Regions from separate parts of the Mus musculus genome. Here region 2 is linked to region 1. The links are chromatin contacts, called in public Hi-C maps. All regions are on one chromosome and are shown on one strand. The core of a region is the stretch at or near the end of the contact, and the rest is flanking DNA. Distances in the headings are between cores, read along the strand shown. Region 1 overlaps Aig1 (androgen-induced 1). Region 2 overlaps Aig1 (androgen-induced 1).

Evidence for each region. A called contact is a pair of places that touch in the nucleus more often than the background predicts.
Region 2: a contact with region 1 is called in a Hi-C map of cerebellar granule neurons, with 2.1 times the contacts expected there. The contact joins two enhancer-like sites. A contact is called at or near these places in 2 of 484 Hi-C or Micro-C datasets (cerebellar granule neurons and cerebellum) and 2 of 9 other capture datasets (adipose tissue and pancreatic islet).

The regions. Positions count from the first base shown.
Region 1 is chr10:13,711,460-13,718,425 of GRCm38.p6, forward strand. The region is part of intron 3 of Aig1 (androgen-induced 1); the gene reads right to left. Among named protein-coding and RNA genes, the nearest start is that of Aig1, 150 kb to the right of the region's middle. Within about 2 kb of position 3,237, at least 45 of the 459 cell types and tissues checked have an H3K27ac peak or open chromatin away from gene starts, as enhancers often do. A contact at or near this core is called in cerebellar granule neurons and cerebellum, where this site is marked.
Region 2 is chr10:13,832,896-13,839,889 of GRCm38.p6, forward strand. All of the region lies in intron 1 of Aig1 (androgen-induced 1), which reads right to left. Among named protein-coding and RNA genes, the nearest start is that of Aig1, 33 kb to the right of the region's middle. Within about 2 kb of position 4,571, at least 38 of the 459 cell types and tissues checked have an H3K27ac peak or open chromatin away from gene starts, as enhancers often do. A contact at or near this core is called in cerebellar granule neurons and cerebellum, where this site is marked.

The DNA.
Region 1 (6,966 bases), core at 1,987-4,486:
TTAATTAATTCCAGCTTTTCTTCATTCCGACTTGTACTGAAATTCTTGTCTGTGGTGAAGTCACAAATCCAGGCCTCCTGTTAAAAGAGGTCTCTCAGAAGATCTCCCCTGCCCCGCCCCCAGTCTCCTCAGGTAGCAGCACTAAGCTGTGTCTCCTGTGCCCACTACCGCTGGCCTAAGAGCTGAAGTGTGCTTCTCTCTCAAGTGCCGTTCTTGCTCTGACCAGTGTACTTCCCTGACCTCACCTGTTCTCACTTTGATAGCAAAGAATCTAAGATATGTGGCAGTTATTTAAGAAGAGAGAAGGGTGAACTGGAGGCTAACTTTGAGCCTTGAGAATTACTGTAGTCTCAGAAAAGGAGAAGTGGGGTAGAGACCAACCATGGAAGAAAGACTACTCGAGATGTTTCAGACAAGGAACATGATGGAGTAGATGGACTAGGCATAAGAGTTCCTAGATCATGGATGTAATGAAAGAGAGTTACGGAGTCTGGCAAGAGCGGGACACCATCCTATAGCGATAAGCACTCTGTGGGTTATGAAGGAGAAACTGGCTGAAACCATCAACTAGTTCAATAAATGTTATGAGAAATTCATGAAGATGATCCCAAGAGTAGAGAATGGCTGATTGGGAGAAATAAGAGTGATTAAATATTCCCGGCATTAAGGAAAGACAAGCCATTGGACACAGCCAAGATGTGGACTCTGAGAACCCTTTTCTACACCCTAACTCACCAAGGATGGTGACCTGACCCTCAGTCGTGCTTGAAGAATGTGTGCATAGATGTTGATATGCTTCACGCCTTGTGCATGCACGTTTTACAAAATGAGGAGGGGAGGGGAAGAAGTGGAGGGGAGGGGAAGCAGGAAGGAGAGAAGGAGGGAGGGAAGGAAGAGAGTGGAGGGAAAGAAGTAGGGGAGGAGGGAAGGAGAGAAGGGGAAGGGAGGGAGGGGAGTGAAGGGAAAGGGAAGGGGTAGGGGTAAGTGAAAGGTCAGCAAGCATAAGGCTTTCTGGCTCCCAGGTGAATGGCTCGGGCTTAAGTGCTTTGAGCCCCGCTTGAATTGGTTCTTGATTGGATTGTCCTTGATTAGTTAATGGTCACCTTTGCGCCTTTACTGAGGTATAATTGACAGAGGGGCACTGAATACAACTTGATGTTTCGACAAATGTATACACCGTAAAAATCATTGTCCAAATCAGGGTAACCAACATATCCATCACTGCGTGTAAGTGTTGCGGGGAGTGTGTGGGTGCCCGTGAGCGTGTGTGCACATGTAAGTGCGAGATTCAGGTTCCTTGATTAACTCAGATTAGGCCACCTTGGAGGACTTGAGTTTAATACAAAGTGACTAGGCCGAATTCTTATTTTTATTTCCTTTTAATCCATCACCCTCAGAGTATCCCAGATAGGCAGGATTCTAAGTCAGGATAAAGAAAAGAAATGTCACAGAGTGACACTTAGCAGCGCTGGCTTGGTGACACCTAATCCTTAGTAAAGGAAATCAAACGTGAATGCGAAGGCTGCAGCTCACAGCCTCTCAGGGACAGATGGGAAGAAGTCAACTCAGAATTAGCAGGTACAAGTGACTTCCTAATGGCAAGCATTCTTTCCTGGAGTGAGGGCATGGGTGGGGACCCACCTTGCAGACACACAGGGGATGCAGAAAGCACAAGCCTGACTTTCTGTCATTGTAAGTTCACAGGGAGGGCAGAGGGATGCCTGGTCCTTTCTGCAGGTCTCTCAGAAATCCATCTCCTCCTAGTGAAGTAGATTGTAGGCAGCCCTTGCCAAACTTAAATTGCATCCATGTTACAGAGGAAAGAGGCTTTAGCACATTCCTTTGGGGAATGGGAGCAATTTATTTTGTTTGTTTCTAATGGAGAGGGTTAGTTCCAGAATCTCACTGTGAGGTCTGAGAGTAAGTTGAAGACCGCCAGGCAACAAGAGGGGGAGAGAGAAATAGAATGACGAGAGGCTCTTGGGCTTTATCAGGTGATGGAGACAGCAGGAGCACCCAGTTTTAAAGCCAAGGCATAAAGTACCATTCTTGACTTTACATCAGGAATACATTAAGCCCAATACCGTATGACTGGGCATGCTTTCCCAATTCTATGATTTAGAAAATAGGTGAGAGAGAGAGAGAGAGAGAGAGAGGGCGGGGGAGAGGGAGAGAATGAGTGTGTTTATGTGATTGTGAGCATGAGTGAGAACAGGTGTGTGTTTGTGTGTGCATGTGTATTTGTTTGCATGTAGAAGCCAGGCACAGACAGGGGTGTCTCCCTACATCACTCTCTGCTTTAGTTTTTGAGGCAGGGTCTCCCACTGAACTTGAAGCTTACCAGTTTCGATAGCTGACAGGCCATCTAGACTCCAGATCTGCCCACCTCTACCTGACTCTGAGTCCCTGTTGTACACAGGGACTGTGGTTCCAAACTCAGGTTCTTATTGCTGGAGCAGCACACAGTTCACCAGCAGCACCACCTGCCTTCCTAGCCCGGATGATTGCTTTTGGTTTTCAAATGAACCCATCTCCACAACTCAGCACAATTGACTGTAGCAACTTTGGGGTAGTGTGGGGCAGGTGCGTGCGTGTGCATGTGTGTGTGCGTGTGTGTGTTTGTGTGTGTGTGTTGCTTTGTTTTTCTCTCCTTGCCACTCAGATAGCTCTGGGCTTGTGGCTTGCCTGCCTTTTGAGGAAAGAGAAAGAACACAAACGAAAATGACCCGGGCGATAATGTGAATCTGAAAAGACTGCGACTTCCTAGCGTGTAACTGGGGATTAGGAAACATCAAGACAAAAGCTCTCATCTACTGGTCTCCCTGGAAAACTGATTTTACAATATAATTTACTTCTGAAGGGTGGGCTCTGTCTCCTCCTAGGAGAGGGGTCTTGTCACAGAAAGCAGAGAACATCAGCACATGGCCTCAAAGATTAACACGGGTGGCGTAAATAAGAAAAACATCTCCCTTTCAGCCTTCCCAAGCCTCTAATGAGACCCTGGCAGCTTCAGTGATATATGGCCTTTTTTTTTTTTTTTTTTTTTTTTTTTTTTTTTTTAGTTTCAGCAGAAAGCAGTATGCTTTGGGTCTTCAGAATACTGTTTGATAGCTTCACAGAAACCAATCAATAACATCCAGGTAACATTTTCTGCAAGGCACATAAATCCTGGCCTAGGGAGCCCAGCTGTTGTGAAATTCTGGATGGGTTCCAGTTTCCACCCAGGGAGTCTCAAGGCAACGATCCTGAATGTGGGGCTTTGTCTGGATTTCAAGGGAACATAATCGGGTGACATCTGGTCCCCCACCTTGTGCTGGCTCGGCCACACTTCATCCGCCATGGCTCTGGGCACCTCCTGCAGGGTTTCCTGTGAGTGCCAAGCACCAGAGCCCTGCCAGTCACCAGCTGCCAATCAGTTTTTCACAGTGGGGGACAAAAAGCAAACTTGGGGCCTTGACGATGCCTGCTGGGAACAACTCATAAAAATGATCTTCAAATGTAATTTGGATCCCTCTGCCCCACACGTTACCGGACATCGGACAAAAGAGAATTTACAAAAATAACTGACGGGAGGAAAAAGGATCTGTGGAGAGCAAGGAAAAGGACCAGAAAAGAGCAGTGTGGGGCACAAGCTGGTGGAGAGGTAAGGAATGAGTGGGAGTGAATGATAAACACACAGAAGGGCATGCTCCCATGCAACAGCTAGCAGTTTCACACGCAAATCCTCGGACTTTTCTTTTCAAATAAAAGCGCATGCTGATGCAAGGATGAGGTGAAAACCCTGTGGCTGTGGTCACTGGAGAAAGAATATAACACAGCCAGCAGCTTGACAGCACATTTCCCTATTACACATGATCTTAAACCCCATTCCAAGGACTGCCATTCAAGTTCTGGAAATCTAAGCTAAAGAAATAATCATTCGTCTACGAAAAACAAACAAACAAACAAACAAACAAACACAAGATAAAATACAGACTTCCTCAGCTACAGCAGCAAAGGTGTTTCCCCATGCTTTACACACTAGCAAAATTATTTTTAAAACATTATCTTAATTATCCCTAAGGAGTGAATCGTTCTTAAACTAAGATATGGCTAATTATGAACTAACAAGATATTTAAAAATGTTTAGACACTGAAAAATAGTTATCCAATTGAGTTTCCTCGAACTTCCTTGTAAAACACTCTACAATGAATGCACTTATAATAGCAGCAGCGAGGAGCGTCGAGCGCTCCTCTTTCTGTTCATATGTGTGCACACAGGTGTGTGTGTCATGGAGCAAGTGTGGAGGTCAGAGGGTGGCTTGTGGGACACAATTCTCACCTTCCACCACATGAGTCCAAGGGACTGAGCTCAGGTTTCGGGTGTGGCAGCAAAAATCTTTCCCTGCTGAGCCTTCTTGTTGGCCCTGTTACATATACATATTAGGTGTTTTTTACTTTGTGTGTATAACACCATTGGTAGTAGTATTATAGATAAACTAATAAAAGTCCATGAATACATTAGACCTTTATAGGAAAATGAGGAAGAGAGCATTTTTAAAGAGACAGAAACATGAAGAAACAGGACAAGGCTTAGACTATTCACTGAGAAAAGTCAGGAAGTGAGAGAGCAAATGGGAAAATTCTCAAAGCAAAAATAAACTAGGGTGAGAAGGAAAACCTAGTATCAGACACACAGAGAACAAACAGGAAACATTATCAGATTCAAGTGCAGCAATTTCACATAGGTCACCTTTTCCTCTCAAAGGGAACTGGTTAAAGGTTGTTCTTGTGATGCTAGCATAAGTCCATATTGACCTTTCAACACATAAGAGTCCAGGACAACCTGGCTCAGGGCACTTGCCCACAAGTAATTTTCCCTTACATGTACAAAATCATGACCCAAAGAGTCATTACAAGTTCCAGTGGGTCTCGTGGGACACCAGTGCCCTAATACACACTTGGGTGGCTGCCAGCCTGATGATTAGCCCCGCTTGTTGCTGATGTTTGTTTTGTAAGAATATACTTCAGGATAGCCATGCATATGTTTTGATGTGGAACAGCAAAAGGAGAACACTAGAAAGGATTACAATAACTATTTATATTAAAACATTCTGAAAGAGTGACCACAAAGCCAAGACAGAAAAGTGCAAATTGCCTGACTTTTGTCTGTGGTTCCACTGCAACCGTATTCTATCCCTAGACTAGTCCCCTGGGATACCCTAATGGAGTCATTCATTATTGTATGTTCGAAATATCTACTTGCTAGATTATAAACGTTTAAAAAAAAAAAAAAAAGGAAAGGCCAGAAGGAAGCTGGGGTGGTGCGTTTGGTAAAGTGCTTGCTATACAAGCATAATGGCCCTGCTTCAAATCCCCAGCACCTAGGGTCGGGTGGGGAAGAGGGAAAGCTACTTGTCAGAGTGTGTCTGAAATCCCAGTATGGGTGTGTGTGTGTTGGGGGGGGGGGCAAAAACTGGTGGTTCCCTAGGGCTCACAAGTAGCCAGTCCTGCTGAATCAGTGAGCTTCAGGTTCAGTGAAAGACTTCACCTTAAACTAAAAGAGTAATTGAGAAAGACTCTAAAGGCTGATCTCTGTGTGTACATGTAGTCACACCTACACAAACACATGCACCCACAGATGCACCCAAACACCCACAGATACACACATACACTCACACACATAGCCACACACCCTCACACATATATAGACACACACTGAGATACAGACAAACACACATACATATCCTCTCACACAGAGACACACAGAGACTCACTCACACACAGACATACACACCTACACAGACTCATACACATGTACACATACAGAGACAGACAGAGACATACACACATACACTCATACACATGCTCACACAGACATACACGTATAACATACAGAGACACATTCACACACGCACACTCATACTCAGACACACACACTCACACATACTTATACACACACAGTCACAGACACAGGTATACTCAGACACACACACACACACTCATACACAGACACACATACACTCATACATACTCATACACACAGAGAGACACAGCCATACACTCCTGCACACACAGAGATACACACACATAGATATACAGACACAGATTCTTCAGTTCCTGTTGTTGCAGTTGACTCCCTCTTCTTAACCCATGTAAAATCCCTTCTATCATTCCAGAAGCCTGGCAGCTACCCTACTTGAAACTTGCATGTTTCATGTAGTAAGTTAATATGCTACTTGGCAATGGTTTCCTCCATTTACAGGTAATGGCTTCTCAGAATTCCCTTGTTTTTGCTCTGTCCCCATTTTTCCTTGCAGCTTGAAAAATCTATGACAAGATAAATTAGGGACCTCTTGTCTTCCAGCTCTGCCACAGCTTAAGCAGGGGATTTGAGTAAGCCAGGGCCGCCCCTGCTGCTAGTGATCCCCCCTGCCTCTCACACACAGATGGAGTCTTCAACTTTTAAAGGGGTACCTTGGAAACAATGCCACTGTGCTTTGAAGGGATAAAATATTTGATATTTTCTATGATATACGGATTGGGCAAGCCATCTGCTTTCCCCGGGCACGGCTAAAATTCACAAGTAGATTTCATAAACGGATGCTTTTACTAAGTGATATTAGGAAAGAACACTTTGTATTGCAAATTCTTCTACTACTTATTTCACTCAACACCCAAGCTGCAGTGGTTGCTGACGGCCTTTTAGCAGCCATCCTAGGAACATATCACCCTGTTGGGTTTCTCAACAGCAGGGGATGTTAAAGGCTGTCCTTTGTAACTCACACTCGGTGAAAGATAGGCATTAGAAGAAATTGACCATAAGCTACCAACTGTTTGCTGACTTCAGAAGTCTAAGGGTCATTGAACAACTTCAATTTATTGCACCGGAACCAAGGGGGAGAAGACCTTCTACAAGACCCTTAGCTTACTACAAGGTTAGAGTTTTGGTTTAAGGTATCTTTGACTAGATTTCTTTTCTTTCCA
Region 2 (6,994 bases), core at 3,321-5,820, 120 kb after region 1:
TCATATCGTAAGACTAAAGATGTCTGGATCTCTGTCAGCTCCCTGTCAGCCCTCACAGAGTGTGGGCGAGGCATTGATGACCACACCAGGGAGTGCTATTCTCTGTGACTGTTGGTCAACATCCAGTGTCCTGTGTGACCAATACCAGGGAGGATTCAAATGAGAGCTGCAATGAGATAGCATTTTCTCATCAAAATAGAGATACAAATAATTCTAACTCAGCCAGAAAGCTCATTGTGGGAATGCAACTCAGACAAACACTGTGAATAACAACAGAGATGTAATAGTGTAGAGATTGCCGTGCTCTCTTGATCTGGTGACTCAGTTTCCTAACAGCAGCGGTTCTCAACTTGTGGGTTGACACCCCACTGGGAATCAAATGACCCCTTCATGGAGGTCGCCTAGAACCACCGAAAAACACAGATATTTACACTATGACTCACGACAATAGCAAAGTTACAGTTATGAAGCAACACGACACACAATTTTATGATTGGGGGCTCACCCACCGTATTAAAGAGACACAGCATAGAAAGGCCGAGAAGCACTGCCCTAAAGAAACCTCGGTATGTGAGAAAGTCAGCGTCAGCTCGCACTGCTTTACCAGAGTTGAAGCAATGACATGTTGTTGTTGTTGTTTTTAAATAGTGGACTGAATAAACTATGCTCGACTTATGCAAGAAAACTCTCACCTCATAACAAAAAGGTTTCAATCTTTGCAACAAAAAAATAGTGAACTAAAAACAGAGGCAGGAAATGGCATATTTTGACACTATTAAAATAAATCATGAAACAAATATAAGGACATGGTACGGGCACGTGCAGTGAGCAGGAAGAAACACCCAGAGATCAATAACACTGAATTCAGACTGGAGGGCTGGCTTGGCCTTGAGACAATTTGCTGCCTGTCTACTCCTGAGGATCTGACGCCCTCTCTGGTCTCTGGGAGCACACACATGTGGTGTACACTCGAACAGGCACACACAAATAAAACTACATAAACAGCACTAAACTCAAGTACTTCTGGAAAAGAAGAGGCCATAAGAGGAACATAGGCGCTCCAGTTGTGTTGATAATATTTAACTTTCATAACTGATCACTGAGTAGGTTGAAACTCTATTATTTTCTCTATTGTGTTTCAGTTCATCTTTTTTCGTATCCTATGCTACTATTTCAATCCTTTCCCTGTAACTCAGCCCCTCTAATTTTAAGGGCCGGGTAATCAGTGCAGGGTTGGGTGAGCTCAAAAAACCTAGTGGTGCACTATGTGCAAAAATCCGACAGCATCATTTTTTTTTCTACAGGAAAAGAAAATAGAAATTTGGCTTGGTGCCAATGAAGCGTAAGTATCTGGAACTCACTCGTGTGTTTTATGTAACCCACAGAATAAGGAAATTCACCCGGGAGACAGGCGCAAGGAAGAAGGCCTAATTTAGATTTCCATCATACTTTCCATGCAGGAATTCGCTACTATTCTTCATGTAAAAGCTCTAGGATACAGTCAATGGTACACTTGGTGCCTTCAATTGATGAACTAACATAAAATATTTGGATTTTCATGTAAATATATGAGTCAGTCTTTTTCAGATACAGATGTGAAGGCTCTTATAACTATTAGTTACATAGATGAAGCATACCTTACTTACTCATATGAGAAATTCTCAGTCACAGTGAGAAAAATCTGAGCGTCACCATGGCACAGTGGGTAGTGACACCGTACGTGACGTCATCTGATGGGTCAATGTCAAAATGCAAATCTGCAGCATCATTTCTAAATCTAAAACCCTTCATCTGCGATACGTAAATGGTGTTTTATGAGCCAATCAATTAAGAATATTGTATAAGATTACTTTCCAAATAAGTGTACAAGGCACACAAAAACTGGATTTTGTGTTAGACATCCCATCCTCAGGCCAGGGGATTGTATGCACATTATGTACAATATAAACCCTCCAAATCCAAACCAAACACAACATCCAAAATCCATTAACACTCCCGATTCCAAGCATTTTTGATAAGGCATATTCAACCTGTATCACATAAAAAATTGATACTGATAAACCTGAATTTTAAATGAATAAATGACTAGTTGTTTTTTGGGGGGGAAGCATACTTTTATGAAGCTATCGAAGGAAAAGGAAGAGGAGAGAAGTTGAAAACAGAAAGGAAAGGTGGAAAACAAACTCACTCTAGTAGAGGAGAAAACCAAAAGAATTTCTACAAAGAGACATGCACTAAATAGCACGTGGGAGCTCATATCTCAACTTGACAGAGCTAGAAACCCAAGAGACAAACATTTGAGCACATCTGTGAGAGTTTCTAGATTAGGCTAAATGAGATTGGAGACCCACTCTAAATGTAGGAGCCACCACACCTTAGCCTGGGGTCCTAGAATGAACCAAATACAGAAAGTGAGCAGGGTACCCACATTCATACCTCTCTCTCTCTCTCTCTCTCTCTCTCTCTCTCTCTCTCTCTCTCTCTCTCTCTCTCTCTTTCCCTCCCTCCCTCCTTCTCTCTCCCTCTCTCTCTCTCTCTCCTTGTCTCTGGCTGCCAAGGTAACCCCTTTCTTACCTTGCTTCATCAGCAACCTTGTCTCAACCATGAGGAAAGTCATTAATATTCTAAACAACAGAACTTGAACAGCTAATGGTATGCAGAATCAAAGTGTATCCTCGCCCTATGCAACGTGTCACCGAACGCATTTGTCCACTCACAAGTACTTGGTGGCTTCCCTGCATCTCTAGTCATCCCATTTGCCTCTCTCCTGCCTGCATACAGTGACCTCAACCTCCCCAGAACTCCTATGAGCACTTCTCCAAGTGAGAATGCACCAAGGAGAGGGAGGCAAGACGAATGGTTTCCTAGAGCCTCAGCCTAAGGAGAAAGAGGGAACTTGGCTGGTAGTTAGTGTTTCTTTAACAGAACAAGTCAGGGATGCAAATCCATGGTAATATGCTTGCCTGAGATGATAAAGGTCATGGGATCCTAATACCCACCAAAGAATGGAACAGTCTGTTGTTAGCTTTCATCATCAAAAGATGATGTAACATGTCTAAAACATTCCACCATTCCTTCACCAGTGAGTTGACTTTGGGTTATTTGCTTAAAGAAACAGTTGGCCAATACTGAAACACGATTTGGATTTCTACTACATTTACTAGAGTTTGATTCCCATGGACAGTTACCAGATCCCACGGGGAACATCTAATGCCTCAAAGTACTACCCTGTCTTCTTGAAACTCACCACACTGCTTACAGTGTAATTTTACATGGAGACGCACATGCGAGTCTTAAGCAGGGTTACCTTGAAGAATCATTTGGCTCCAACCACTCTGCAGAGCTGGCATTTCCAACCCGTCAGCTCAGCATGACCTGGATGTACACCATCTGGCCGTGCGTTTCTAGCAGGCTGGTTGCTTGTGTTGTTTTCCACCACATGGAAACTCAGTGGCCCATTGCATCCTGTCGCTCCCAAGAATTGATCAGAAAACAAAACCATCTCAGGGTATTCTGGAGCCACTGAGTGTTTGATCCTCTAGAACGTGCATTCTCCACAGTCCTTCTGCACTGCTTCTCCACCTCCCCTTCCTATCCGGAAGTCATGTCTTACTTAATGATCCACTTATGAATGAGGGCTCATTTTCACGAGAATAAATATTCCATGCATATTTTCACACACTATCAATTTGAAATAAAGATTGAGTGGCATTTTCTTTTTCTGTGGAATGTATTAAATGCTTGCCATATTCTGTACATTGGGGGAAAGTCCCTAGACTCCTAGCATCTATTCCTAAACAGATACGGTCTTTCTGTCCAGAACATATTTTATTTGACTCCAGTATACCTGCAGTTTATTAAATGGAATGAAATTGCTTTAAATTATAGTTCATTCATCAAATTATGTTATTAACTGGTTAGTATTTTAAATATTCCTACTGAACTGAACTCAAGTAAGAGACAAAACTGCACCAAAATAGAGAAAAAAATAAAAGCAACATGTGAAGTAAGAAATGCAAACATTACTTACAGAATTTTAAGAGAGCAGAGTGTAGCTGCCTTGATTTGATCTATTAGGGTTTCCTGGCTCCTGTCTACACTAGTAGCGGTGCTGTCCTTCTAAAAGACGGGGCAAGGAGTGCCATGTGGGTCTTGGAGACCCTGTTATTTTCAAGTTAGCTTTTACCGTAGTACACAGAAGCAACACGATGGAGGGAGCTCAAGGGTGGGGTGGCAACGGGAAGTGAAGTGGCACGGGGCATGGAACGAGGAACTGGGGAGAGAACAGATGGGAAGGAGGCAGCCAGAGTTATCGTGTTATACATAAAGGCCTGGAGGAGCTTCTGTGAGACAAGAGCATTAATTAAGGCGGAAATGATGAAGAAATAAAAAACCAAACCTACCTGGGATTTTCTAGTTAGAGACTATAAGGGCATAACCTGGCATTGGATGAATCTATGTATATTGCAAAGAATATATACAATGCAAAGAAGAGAAGACAGTAGACTGTATGTTGTTTATTTATTCCTATAGTCTGACTACATGTGCCATATACATACATATATGATATACACATATGTGACACATACATATATGTGACATATACATATATAGGACAGATGTTTGTGTGACATACACATATATAAAATGAATTATATATCTGGAAGACACAGAGATTTCTCCCCTGCAGAAAAGTCAATAAAACCTTCAGGAAAGTGGTATGAACTCTGGCCCCTCCTGTATTTTTTCCTCCCATCATATGAAGCCTCGCAGTGCAGGAATGGCTGTTTTGTTTTTAGTTCCCAAAAGCTGCAGTGATCTTCTTACTGGAAACCAGCCCCTACAGTGTCTGTGTGGGAGGGGGGAGCTTCCTGAAGGAGTTGGGCAACACATGGGAAGGAGAGACACACCATCACCCAGAGGGACTGTAACACAAGCTCTTTGAGGAAGTCCCCCCTTCCACAGCTCTCTGACTCCTTAGTAATGCATGTCTTCTCCTGTCATGGGATCAAGAGCGAAGGCCAAAAGTAACTCAGCAGCACGAGGTAAGCGACTCACTGCAGAGCCGGACAGGAGAGCTCCGCAGAGATCTGCCGTGCGTTTGTTTTCACGGTCTTCCCCCCAGGCACGTCTGAACATCTTATAGCCATTGCACAGTCACAAAGTGGGCGGTCATCCGTGACTGGGGGATCCATGACCGGTTACATGTTTAAATGCTACACTGCAAAGTCATCAATGTGTTTAAAAGTATTTCATGCTCCCTCCCGCTGAGACTATGTCCATCAATTCCCCGGCTGGTGAATTGTCCTCCCTGACCCGTGGAGGTCAGCCTCACCAAGCCAACATGGACCTATCACGCAAATGACTGAAAGTGTCACCTAAGTGACCTGCTTGGAGCCTGGCCATTTTCAAGAAGCCTTTACCACAGGCATTTCTGAGGAGATGGACTAACTGCACCACGAAGCTCCGTGGTTTGCAGGCTGTGATTTAAAACCCCCCCGCTCATGTGCGCAGATGTTTACCTCATAGCACTCCGTCTCATTACTGGAAATCTATGGAACGAGCCATAAGTCAGCACTAGCAAGAGATACATTTGGCCATAACAAAAGAATGATAATCCTTTCAGTCAGAAATAATATGCTATGATAAGCAGCATGGGAAGACAAGACTTGTCAAGGAAAATCGTAACAATATTTAAGTACAAGGTGGACAGTTACCTAGAGAAGGTATTGACATATGTTCCCCACAGGCAAGGGTACAGTCAAACCACACTGCATAAAAACTCAGTAAGGGGACAGCAGCCAACTTTCCACGGACTCCCTTCTCTGGAGCAAATGATGATAGGAAGTGCCCAACCTGCCAGTGTTCCGCCTCCATGTCCACAGCTACTGGGAGGGTCCTACTCTGACACCACGAACTACTCAAAAAGTGGAGACGTTTATAGAGTTCATATAAACTGTTAGTGCAGCAGGGATCCTTGTTAACCTGGAATTAAAACCACTATTGATCGCTTAAACAAGTATTTATTGATTAACCACTAGCTACAAACTCTAAGTAAACTGTAAGTGAGGAAATGCAGGCTGTTAAATGGTTGTGCATTTGCTGTCTAGAATATGTCCAGACAGGCCTAACCTCCAACATACTAGTGTCTGTATTTGCCAAATATATGATGTGTAGTTTCAGCACATTAATAGCAGGGAGTCATTATGCAGGGGAAGGGAGGATGCATTTAGGAGTAGAAATGTTTGTAAAAGTGAATTAAATCTTCTAATACCATAAAATACATTCCAAGTTTTTACTTATCAAGACAATTTATCTCACAGATGGCTTCAGCACCGGATGACATCATTAAAGGGCTACAGAATCTAAAACCTAAATCAAAGATGCTCTTGACCCGAGTCAGGATCAGATGGGATCTTAACTGATATGTGACCTAAAATCAGACAACAACCCAGAACCTGTGTGGGACGTGTACACGGCAACAGAAAGTGAATGCGAAATTGCATGAATAAAGCCAATTAGCTAAGAACCCCTAACCTCAGAAATGTCTCTTGTAAGTATTTTAAATCTATGACATGCTCTTTCCAACATTCTGTCTATATAATTCAGGTGTAGATGAAGGCAAAACTGTCTCTAAATACTGATCTTTATCATGGGAAATAGGACCTCCTAGGCAAATGTTTCAAGATAAGTTTTATAAGGTTTTGCCCCTTCTCAGACATTATCTGCTCCAATTGGCGACTTCCACATTATACTGACCTTCAAATAGAACACCTTGGAGTTTGCCAGTGTACGTGGTAAACTCCCACAAGTAGTTGAATCATATTTTCAAGTTTGCTTTTTGTTATTTATTATTACACAATTTTTGTTGTGTAGTTATTTATTAACTACAGAATATATGCCTTTAGATTAAGTAGATTTATGTGGGCTCTAGGTCCTTTCAGTTTGAGAAAGTATATGACTAGTGCTACAAGAATCCCACTACCATCCAAGT